Regions from separate parts of the Zea mays genome. Here region 1 is linked to region 2. The links are chromatin contacts, called in public Hi-C maps. All regions are on one chromosome and are shown on one strand. The core of a region is the stretch at or near the end of the contact, and the rest is flanking DNA. Distances in the headings are between cores, read along the strand shown. Region 1 holds the start of LOC100285217 (WRKY74 - superfamily of TFs having WRKY and zinc finger domains). Region 2 has its middle 46 kb from the start of LOC100285217.

Region 1 (5,032 bases), core at 1,583-4,082, 46 kb after region 2:
CCACATAGTGATCGAACTCTGACCAACATATACAGCAAACACAACTCATCCCTTCTAACCAATAGCACAATAGCACTCATGTTCTTTCCTGCTACACGAAGGAGCTTTTATCTATTTCTAGGCATTCTCAGACCCATCTCCTAATCCGAATCAGTTTTATGAGATAACAGAAAGGTCTCAGATAAATGTGATTGAACTCATTTTTTTATCATAGTTCATGACCCGAAAATAGAGAGATTAGAATAGAATACAAAGAATCTTAGAACTCTCGAGTTAGGGTTTACATAAAACTAAATCTAGCGTTTTCGGCCAATGAGAGACTTAGTCTCGGCCAAACCCATCAAATTTGAGATAGCAAAAAAGATCGACATTTTAGGGTTAGAGTTTAATAACCTAACCCTAAAAGGTTCTAAACCGGGTCAACAGAGATCTCAAGGCTCGGATTTTTTTTTAAATTCACGGCCAAGAAACAGTCAATAAGAAACAGAAACCACGCATGGATTAAGTGTACAGAGCACTATCAATATAATCCATAGATTGGTTTTTAGTCAAAGGTACAGAAAATCATCACAGAAAATAACGCAAGGCCATGGATCTATGTTTTATCAACTCATAACTCGATCCCGAATATTACATTACATCCATCTCATACATTCATTCACACAGTAAGGGATTCGAGTAAATGAGGACTAGATCCGAGTTTTTAAAAGTTAAAGACGGTCAAGAGACCGACTCGTCTTACCCACTCCCGAGCTGTCGTGCTCGGACCGCCGTCAGTTCCCGGCCGACAGCAGCTCACCCGCCCGAAGGGATGAGCTAGCTGGCGGCAGGGTCTGCGGGGCCAGTGCTCATGAAGTTTCGGTCGTTTTTTTTAGTGCAGAGGCGGCTGAAAAACAGAGACAGGCGAACTCGCAGAGAGAGAAGGAAGAGAGACAGATCGATAAACAGAGAGCTGTTCTTGTGCGGCTGAAAAAAATATAACACAGAGGAGGCATGCTGGACGTTCGTCAAGGCTAGAACCAAGAAATAAAAAAGAACAAAATCAGATAGAGATGACCATGCAGCCAAGTGCCTGTGGCAATGGCCATGCGGCCAGAATGAACAGCAAGTAGCAGGCGCGGTCGGCATGCTCCCTACGGCGGGTGGGTTCGGCTACAGGCAATGTGTTGAGAGGCGGCTGGGTGAATGGAGCAAATAAACTAGGGCTTAGTCCCTGGCCGATTATTCCGCATTATATAGAACACTGAGATGAATCTGGACTATCGGATCGGCACTGATGGCTGAGATCAATTAAAGGGAAGGGGACGCTGCGTGGGCCAAATGCGCAGCCCAGCTCCAGGTTGCGACTTAGGTGGGCACCGCCCTCTCCCAGCTGTGTTGGGCTGCCGTCTACTGGTCCCAGGCGCGCGCGCCCTCTCCTCCCATGGGTCGCCAGTGCGTGGCTGGGCTACATGGCCAGCAATTTTTTTCCAGCGATTTTTTATTATTATTCCTGGAAATAGTGAAAACTGAAAAGAAATCAGAAAAATAGTACATAAAATTCAGAAAAATCAGAAATATTTTTTTTAAATCTAACAAATTACAGAGAATTTATGGACTATTTTATTCCGCTGCGTACTTTGGTACTTTATTGATTTTATGCAATTTTCAGTTGATTATGAAACCAACGTGGATTAATTATTGTTTAAATTGCATAGAATTCAGAAATTTTGTGATAATTGAATATTTTAACCAATGTTAAATATTGTTACCACATTTTTGAACAGAAACATCTATTTTTGTTCTAGATCATCCAACGATGGTTTAGAATTTTAGAAACATATTATTTTTCTATGCATTACTGTTTATTATGAAGCTTACGTGGATTAATTCTCTTTAAGTGCATAGAAATCCAACGACGGTTTAGCGGTCGTCATGCATCATCCTTTTATAGAAAACCCCATGCATTTCTTCCTAATCGACCTGCACTCGATACCCTCACCCGTTTGCCTAGAAAACGCCATCGTCTGTGTCTTCCGCCCGGTCCCCTCGCATGTCCGCGTCTTCCGGCCCCCAACCAGTCGCCGCCACCTGCGCTCGCATCGTCCGCTCGCCTAGAAACCACTGTCGTCTCCACTCAACGAGTTGAAGGAGTAGGCTTGGCTTGGCTCAAAATCGGCTCGCAAGTTGCATCCATGTGACTACGTCATTATGCTTAAATAATAGGGTAGCAACAATTCTGATATGCCATTTGTTCTCAATAATGATCAACTATGTTTTTTAGGTTCAGGTTCAGAGAAATGTCCATAAATTCTGAGAAGTGCAGCAGTATACACTTCTTTCAATCAAGACTACTGGGTGCAACGAAGATCGTTCTTTCTACCCTCAGGCATCAAGATACAACACCGAATTGAAGGATTGATGGATAATAATGCTAAAGCAGCAAAAAAGGTATTGTTATTATAGCGATGGATTTTTTAATAGACAAACTTCGCATGACTGTTCTTATATAGAGATTAAAACAATGGATAGGTAGGCGAAGGCAAATATGCAGTTTACTGGGAAAAGAAAATTTCCATTCAGATGGTCTTTTCACCTAATTTTGGTCTATAATTTTGAACTTACAAATAAACCTGGCAAGCAAGTTTGGAGCATGGTTAGGATCAAGAACAACATCAATTTTCAGCCTTCAAGGTTACAACCAATTGTCACTACAAAGTCCAGATGCAACTTAATTTTAATTAACAACACAACATATAGCCATATATATGTTATTGTTACACTATTTTTTTCCGTTGCAACGCACGGATACTTACCTAGTTATAAATAAGGGGCAGCTCGCCTCACTCCCTCACACGGTCACACACACCACAACCCAGCCACCCACCACCTCCCCCAATTGCCTCTTCTCTTCTCCCAGCAGCTGCCGCGACGCAGTCCTACTCCTGCGGTGCCTCCAGTTTCGCAGCACCGTTGCCACACATCGCCAACTAACGCCATCGATCACCCGGCGGCCGCCCAGAGTCCTGCCCTGCCATATCCGAACCTGCTCCTGCAGCTAGCCAGCAACACAGACAGAATAGGTCGGTCGGTCGATCGATCGATGGCCAGCGTTATCGACGGCAATGGAGGCAGCCGGCTGGTGGTGACGGAGCTGGGCCACCTCAAGGAGCTGGCGATGCAGCTGGAGGGGCACCTCGGCGGCTCCTCGCCGGACCTCTGCAAGCACCTCGCCTCGCAGATCTCCTCCATCACCGACCGCTCCATCAGCCTGCTCATCACCGCCACCTCATCAAGCCCCCACGGCGGCGCCTCTGACGCGCCGCCCTTCATCAGGGCTACTACCAAGAAAAGGTATCATCATCCCATCGACGACCTTCCTGATTACCATACATAAACCTTCTTAACGAATTATTGGGTCTCTCAAGCCAAGTGGCTTTAAAGTTTAAACTATTGATTTACTTTGCAGGAAGAGGATGGACAAGAAGAGGCATGAGGTGAGGGTGGGCTCGGCCGGAGGCGGCGGCGGCGACCATCCGGCCGACGACGGCTACAGCTGGAGGAAGTACGGCCAGAAGGAGATCCTTGGAGCCAAGCACCCAAGGTGCCCACTTGACACATGCTGTGCTATCAGAAGATTTTTTTCCCCCCTCCTTCATCTTTTCCACACTCCACAGCCCAATCTCATCTGCACGTGTTCTTATCGCAACTTCGCAAGTGGAATCGAAATCATTTTGCCTCTGCTTTCTTTGTCTTCTTTCCATGGCGGGGCTGCAGCTAGTATTGTCCTGGTGGAAATGTCAGTACAGCCTCTTTTTGCTTGTCTTGTTTTGCAATTGTTTGGCTGGCCTCCACTTTTTGTCCGATGTCGGGGGCGAACAGGGATTCATCATATCGTGCGAATCTTGCTCTGGATGCACAAGAAAATTCTCTCTTCTCCTTCTCCTCCTCCTCCTCCTCCTCCTCTTTTTTCCCCTAACAAACAAGATGCCGGAGCTCACAAGCAAAATCTCATGGGCCTGCCTGACCTACCTGCCCGGACCTGACATGATCCACCGTGCGAAATTTCCAGGGGCTACTACCGCTGCACGCACAAGAGCTCTCAGGGATGTGCGGCGACGAAGCAAGTGCAGCGCACCGACGAGGACCCGGCCTTCTTCGACGTCGTCTACCTCGGCGACCACACCTGCGTTCAGAGCCAGAGGGCGGCAGCGACGGCGGGTCGTCAGGCTGCCGCGGACGCGCAGGCGCCGGAGTACGACGCCAACCTCATGGTGAAGACCGAGGGGCCGGCCCTGGAGCCAGAGCAGCAGCGGCGGGGCTGGGAGGACGCGCCCACGCCCTTTCTCTTCTCCTCCACGCCGGCGTGCCTTGTGCCGGAGCGCAGCCCCTTCTCCGCACCGTCCACGTCCGAGAACTGGGGCGTGTCCCCGGCGACCTCGGACTCCAACCACGTCGTCTCTTTCCCGCCTTTCGAGGTCGCCGCCGCCGCTGCCGCGCAGTTCGAGTTCGAGGAAGTCATGTCAGCGATCGACAGAGCCGACGGCGAGTTTCTCGAGGACCTCGACATCTATGTCTCAAGCTTCTTAGCGTGATCTGCTGGATGTAATGTAACCGATGAACGCTAGGGAATGGGAATCTGAGGCAGCTGTTACCATGAGTTGCTCTCTGCCGTTTGTCCAGGGGCAGAGCAGGGAAGAACACATGTTCTTCCTCGGCCCGTCCCGTTGTAAACCTTAGGGTGTGAGAATATTGAATGTCCCATCTCTCTCTCTCTTTTTCTTCGGTCGAGGGTTTGCAAGGAAAACAATTTCGTAATAGTGCTGTCAGTTCAGCTAAACATGTGAGTTTCTCGTGAATTTAAACATTTTTCCAACGTATAACAGTGCAGCTTAAGTTTGCGTGATATTTAATCTGATTAGCTCATGAATATTCAATCATGTATAATTAGTTAGTACTTAAGTACTGACTACATTCACCAGAGTTCGTTTAGCACTGTGCGTGAATTGGTAAAAATTGAAACACTACCAAGTAAAATGCCTCAATTCCAGGT
Region 2 (5,623 bases), core at 1,180-3,679:
GAACAACGCACTATATCGTGCGATTGGAGCAACCGGTGCTTTAATCATGGGTCCCTGTGCCGAGTACATCATAAACCTTCTGTGGGTTGTTTATCTACTGATCGGTATCTTAATTCTTCATTGGTACTATATGTTGCAAGTAGCATAAAAAATCTTACATGCTATTTCTAGACGAACACTACCGGAATCGCGTTCTTTGTCGAGTGTCTAAGACACTCGGCAAAGGCTATTTTACACTCGGCAAATATTTTATCGACAAAAGGTTCTTTGCCGAGTACTTTTTTCCGAGTGTCGAAAAGCACTCGACAAATTAAAAATCGAAAACCCCCAAAAAACAACAAAACATTTTTAAAATTATAGAAACAACTCTCCAACCACTACCTATATTACCATATTACAATACACACGTCCTAATCATTTTTCACTATTATTTTGAATCAAATTTACATGTTTTGTGAATGGTGAGATTCGAACTCGCAACATCATTTTTCACTATTATTTTGAATCAAATTTACATGTTTTGTGAATGGTGAGATTCGAACTCGCAACATCTCTCTCGCGCATACCCTCCTTTACCACTACACTACTACATCAATTATGTCTATATTACGTTTTCATTCCTCATGTACTATAACCAATCGAGAGTAATTTGATTATTTTAAGGCACTAAATGAATTCATTTGAAAATGTGACCAACTATAAAGTTGCATAATTTTTCGAGATCTACAAGTTCTATTTTGATAGTTTCTACATCCAAGGTTGTTTACAAAATTTGAATTTCAAATTTAAAAACTTCACACAAATTTTTCAATGATAAGATGATTTCAAAGCAAAAAATTGTCAATTACAAAGTTTCATTACATTTCAAGATCTACAACTTTTATTTTGATGATTTTTTCATTCGAGTTAGTTTGGAAAATTCAAATTTGAAAATTCAAACATAGTTTTGCCTGACAAGATGATTTCAAACCAAAATATTGTCAACTACAAAATTTCATAACTCTTCAATGACTACAACTTTCATGTTGGTGGTTTTTTCTTTCAAGGTCGTTTTTAAAATTCAAAATTTTAATTTTTTAAATTTAGATCTAATTTTCGTTGACAAGATGACTTCAAATGAAACAGTTGCCAACTACAAAATTCTATAACTTCTCAAGATCTACAAAGTTTATTTTGGTTGTTTGTCATTTGTTCATCTCACATGATGGTTCTAACAATATGCACAAATCTTATACATCTCTCTCGTAGTTTCATAAACTACGAGAAATATATATGTTTTATGAACAAATTTATTTTTATTTTGTCATATAAAGAAATGTTCAAAATATAAATTGTACATCATGATGAGTTATACAAATTTGTAGTTGAAAACTTTTTCATTTGAATTAATTTACTTCTTTAAAATGTGATTTTTAAATTGTCTTTGCTTAGTGTTGAAAAAAAAACACTCGGCAAAGAGCTCTTTGTCGAGTGTTATATTTTTGACACTCGGCAAAGAAGCTCTTTACCGAGTGTCAAAAATAAAACACTCGTCAAAGAGCTTCTTCGCCGAGTATTTTTTTATCGAGAGTTTTTTTGTGTAGCTACTTTGCCGAGTGCTCAAAAAAAACACTCGACAAAATATTTGGCACTCGGCAAAGAGCCAAATTTCGGTGGTGGAAGTCTAAAATAAAAATGCCTAAAATTCCTAACAATAACTGCTTGCACACGGTTTGCACTAATTACTTGCAGCTGATCCGTTCTCATGTTGTGTATGCAGTCTATTTCTCATGCTTTGGTTTCCAAATCAATCAGTGTGGGTGGGTCATACACGCCATACCGGCGGTCTCCGTCGTGGATCCATCGTTTTGGAGAGACCAAGTCCTGTCCCCCGGCCAGCCCAGTGATGAGGCCCAGCGCCCCACAATTAATCAATGGAGACCGGCCGGGCCGAGCTAGTAGTAATTTCGCCGGTCCACACATAAAAGACCGACGGATCCACCTTTCCGGCGGCAGGCATGCATGCATCCATGCACGCACGCACTTGAGCACATCCCACGAGCTAGCTAGGTTTATTTTTACATGGATGGATGGATGGGATCGCGCGTGCTGTTTTCCCCTTGCAAGCGACGGGACAGGAGGAAGAAGCCGGGCGCCACACGGTGTGGTGTCCAATTAAGCAGCAAGCTAATTTGGCGGAGCATGATCACATAAACGTCGCTGGCGCATGCATGCTTTGGATTTGCATTTCTTTTTTGCCCGGTCGCCGGCCGCGTCGTCGTCACAGTCCGCAGCTCGACGTTTTTTTTCGCGCACAGGCGCAGCCCCAAGTGATACTTTTCAGCGGTGACGGAAAAAAGCCTGCGAAGTTGGAAGCACACAGTACGTGTGCGTACGTCGATCGATCATCTGTCAGTGTGTTTGTCGTTACGACGATCTCCTGCAGCTGCAGTAGTGCTGAGAATTGGGCCAAGCCGGGCCAGCTCGGTCCAAGCCCGTCGTGCTTCGTATCAAACGGGTTCGGGCCAGGAAAGCCTAAACAATTTTTGGGCCGTGCCATGCCATCCCGAAGTGTAAAAACAGTGGTCCGGCCCAGCCCTAAACCACGTCGTGCCTTCGTTGGGCCGTGCCGGCCCAAGCCCGTCCCGTATATTTGACCACATAAAATAGAAATATTATAACCATATAAAGTTCATAGCTTACTAAATTAAAAATATTAAACAATTATAACATCATTTAACCACATAAACTCCAAATATAACAACAATATAAAGTTAATATCTTACTAAATTAAAGAAATTAAATAGATTAGGCTTAATTGGGCCGTGCCGTCCCAAGTCCGGCCCATCTATGCGGGCCGTACTGGGGGCCCAACGGGTCGGAATTTGAGGCTCGACTCAGACCCGCCTTCGGACCGTGCTAGCCCGGCCCATATTATTTCGTGCCGAGCCGTGCTTTGGGCTCTTATTTTCGGACCGTGCTCGTGCTGGCCCAAAAAACCCAGCCCAGATTCCCAGCACTACCCTGCAGCAGTCACAACCCGATGCTGTCGTCGTCATCACGGACGCGCGACCGAAGAATGACGAAGCCGCGTGAATATAGATTAATTAGATCGATCCATCTTTAGCTTTGTTTAAAATTCAGAGCATCCACCACTAATAATTTCCTTGGAATACTGTATCGTACGTACCAACTCCCCTCCTAGCTAGCTAGTGGCGGATGCATGCATGGATTTGTAGCTGCTTCTCAACAGAACGTAACTGGTTGCGCCGCTAATTATCAGTGGCGGCCGGGTGTCCAGAGAAAACAAGCAGGGAAGTAGTAATTTTTTTTTCGATGACAATCACACATCAGCTGGTAGTAGCTAACAATATGATAGATGGAGTACCACCACTAGGGCTCTTTTTCATTTTTCGTCTGTTCTATGCGGGATTTTTTTAAAAAAAGATGACACACTCACAATATATATATATATATATATATATATATATATATATATATATATATATATATATATATATATATATATATATATATATATGGCAGGTATAACGGGAGCTCTGGGCTTCGAATATTAAAGAGAGCCCGGGTCGGTAACAGGGGTCTGGTCCGCTGAACCGAACGTGCGTGTGTATGATGGAGACAAGACAGATAACATGCAGGACCGACGGTGCCGTGACTCGGTTCGTAACGGCAAGGCGGTAAACATATGGTAGTGGGCGGAATTATAGGGATTAGATTCCTCATGCAAACGTGGTTACTCTGAAACGTGGGCGCGGAATTTATGGATCTTGCATGGAGCATAATGGCGGCAGGTAAATATAATATCGAATAAGATGTTAAAAGATATGGCATAAAATAGTTACGCTATAGATGTTGCGTATATATTATATAACGTTTGGCATAAAACATTGAGTCATTGTGCGTAAATAGTGAGTTAGGGATATTTGGATTACATGTAAATTGCTACATTATCGGTACGGGTTCGGAAATTATGGAAATACCCTGGAAACGTGGATGCACTTACTTGTTTAGTATAGCATCTGTGATTTCCTTTCATTCGAAATACCCCCACATTGCAGAACTAGTTGGCGGTGGAGATGGCCGGCTCTAGACAATCGCCGGCGATGGTAGGAGATGGCGGTCGGATTCGTCCAGACACTGAGGGACTAGTTGATGGTAACTTAATGGTTACACCACCTCCTGTTCTACTGGGGCATGTAATCGACGAGATAAGCAATGGGGAGGAAGGAGAACAACGGATTCGACCTCCGATGTCCAATATTAGCTCCAGGGAGATGGATATGCCTCAAATACTGCATTCACATGTAAGTACAATTGTTGTATTTGATTCTTGATTGATTTGATTGTTATGATCATAATCCGTGGTACAAACAACATTGTCAATGAATTGCAGCAAAAAAAACATTGATCCGAATATAGTGCCAACAGTAGGGATGACTTTCAAGGCTATTGATGATGCATATACATTTTATAAAAGGTATGCATATGAAGTTGGATTTCCATTGAAGAAATACAGGGAGAAGACATTCAGTAAGTGGATAAATTGTTCACGTGAAGGTAAAAGTGCACCAAAACCAAATGATACACCTAGGATGAGGAATAGGAATTCTGGCCGTACGCAATGTAAGGCTGGAATCAAATTAAAAAAATACATGATGATGAAAAAAATGTGGTAGCTGCAAAGATTGAACTGGTGAATTTGGAACATAGCCATGAGTTCATAACTGACGAAGCAAAGAAACAACATCTACGTTGCAACAAAAGTCGGGATGCGGAATTCATAAATTTTGTTGATGCAATGCATGAAAGCCGAGTGCCCCGGCATTGCATAGTTGATTTTATATGAGACATGCATGATGGGCTAGAGAACGTACCGGTAACTGCTCAAGATCTGAAAAACATGTAAGAAATCTTTTGTGTTGACTATGTATATATTGAGTGCCATAGATATTACTATAGTAAATGTTTGGATGGTCATTTTTTGTACAACAATTGTAGGAGGACAGCAAGGAGACGAGAAAACTGCGCAAATGATGTAGCCAAACTTCTGTCTTTCTTTACGGAATGCAAGAACAGAATCCACAATGTTTTTGTGATTTTCAGCTAGAGAAGGATGGGAAAATTGTGAGTATTTTTTGGTCACTCGCAAGTATGCAGGGGGAATATGCAGATTATGCTGATGCTGTGACCTTTGATACAACACACAGGACCAATAGATATGATTAACCACTAGGCATGTTTATTGGAGCTAACAGCCATCTGTAATGTACAATGTTTGGATTTGTGTTGTTGGGAGATGAAACAGTTCAGACTTTTGAATGGGCTTTCAATTCATTCAAAACATGTATGGGATGAGAGGGACCAAGAGTTATGCTAACAGGTATGTGGTATGTGAATTTGTTATGCTAACACGACAAATAATTTATTGTGATAGTCAAATAATGGTTTGTGAGCAATTGCAGATCAAGATCCTGCAATGCCAATTGCTCTGCGAATTGTATTTCCAAAAACAATTCACAGACTGTGTATATGGCATGTTCAGAACCGATTTATGCCATTTTTAAATGAATTATATGCAAGGTTTGCTAATAAAGATTTTAAAACAAAATTCCAATCTATT

Evidence for each region. A called contact is a pair of places that touch in the nucleus more often than the background predicts.
Region 1: a contact with region 2 is called in a Hi-C map of leaf, with 2.4 times the contacts expected there. The contact joins the promoter of LOC100285217 here to the enhancer-like site in region 2. A contact is called at or near these places in 8 of 25 Hi-C or Micro-C datasets (bundle sheath, ear, endosperm and 3 more) and 1 of 3 datasets of contacts at active chromatin or transcription factors (seedling).

The regions. Positions count from the first base shown.
Region 1 is chr7:96,757,108-96,762,139 of Zm-B73-REFERENCE-NAM-5.0, forward strand. It overlaps LOC100285217 (WRKY74 - superfamily of TFs having WRKY and zinc finger domains), which reads left to right and starts at 2,833. Exons shown (of 2, transcript NM_001413656.1): 1 at 2,833-3,333; 2 at 3,449-4,915. The coding sequence starts at 3,083. The coding sequence ends at 4,025.
Region 2 is chr7:96,711,187-96,716,809 of Zm-B73-REFERENCE-NAM-5.0, forward strand. No RefSeq gene overlaps it. Among protein-coding and RNA genes, the nearest start is that of LOC100285217, 46 kb to the right of the region's middle. Within about 2 kb of position 2,430, at least 17 of the 20 cell types and tissues checked have an H3K27ac peak or open chromatin away from gene starts, as enhancers often do. A contact at or near this core is called in bundle sheath, ear, endosperm and 4 more, where this site is marked.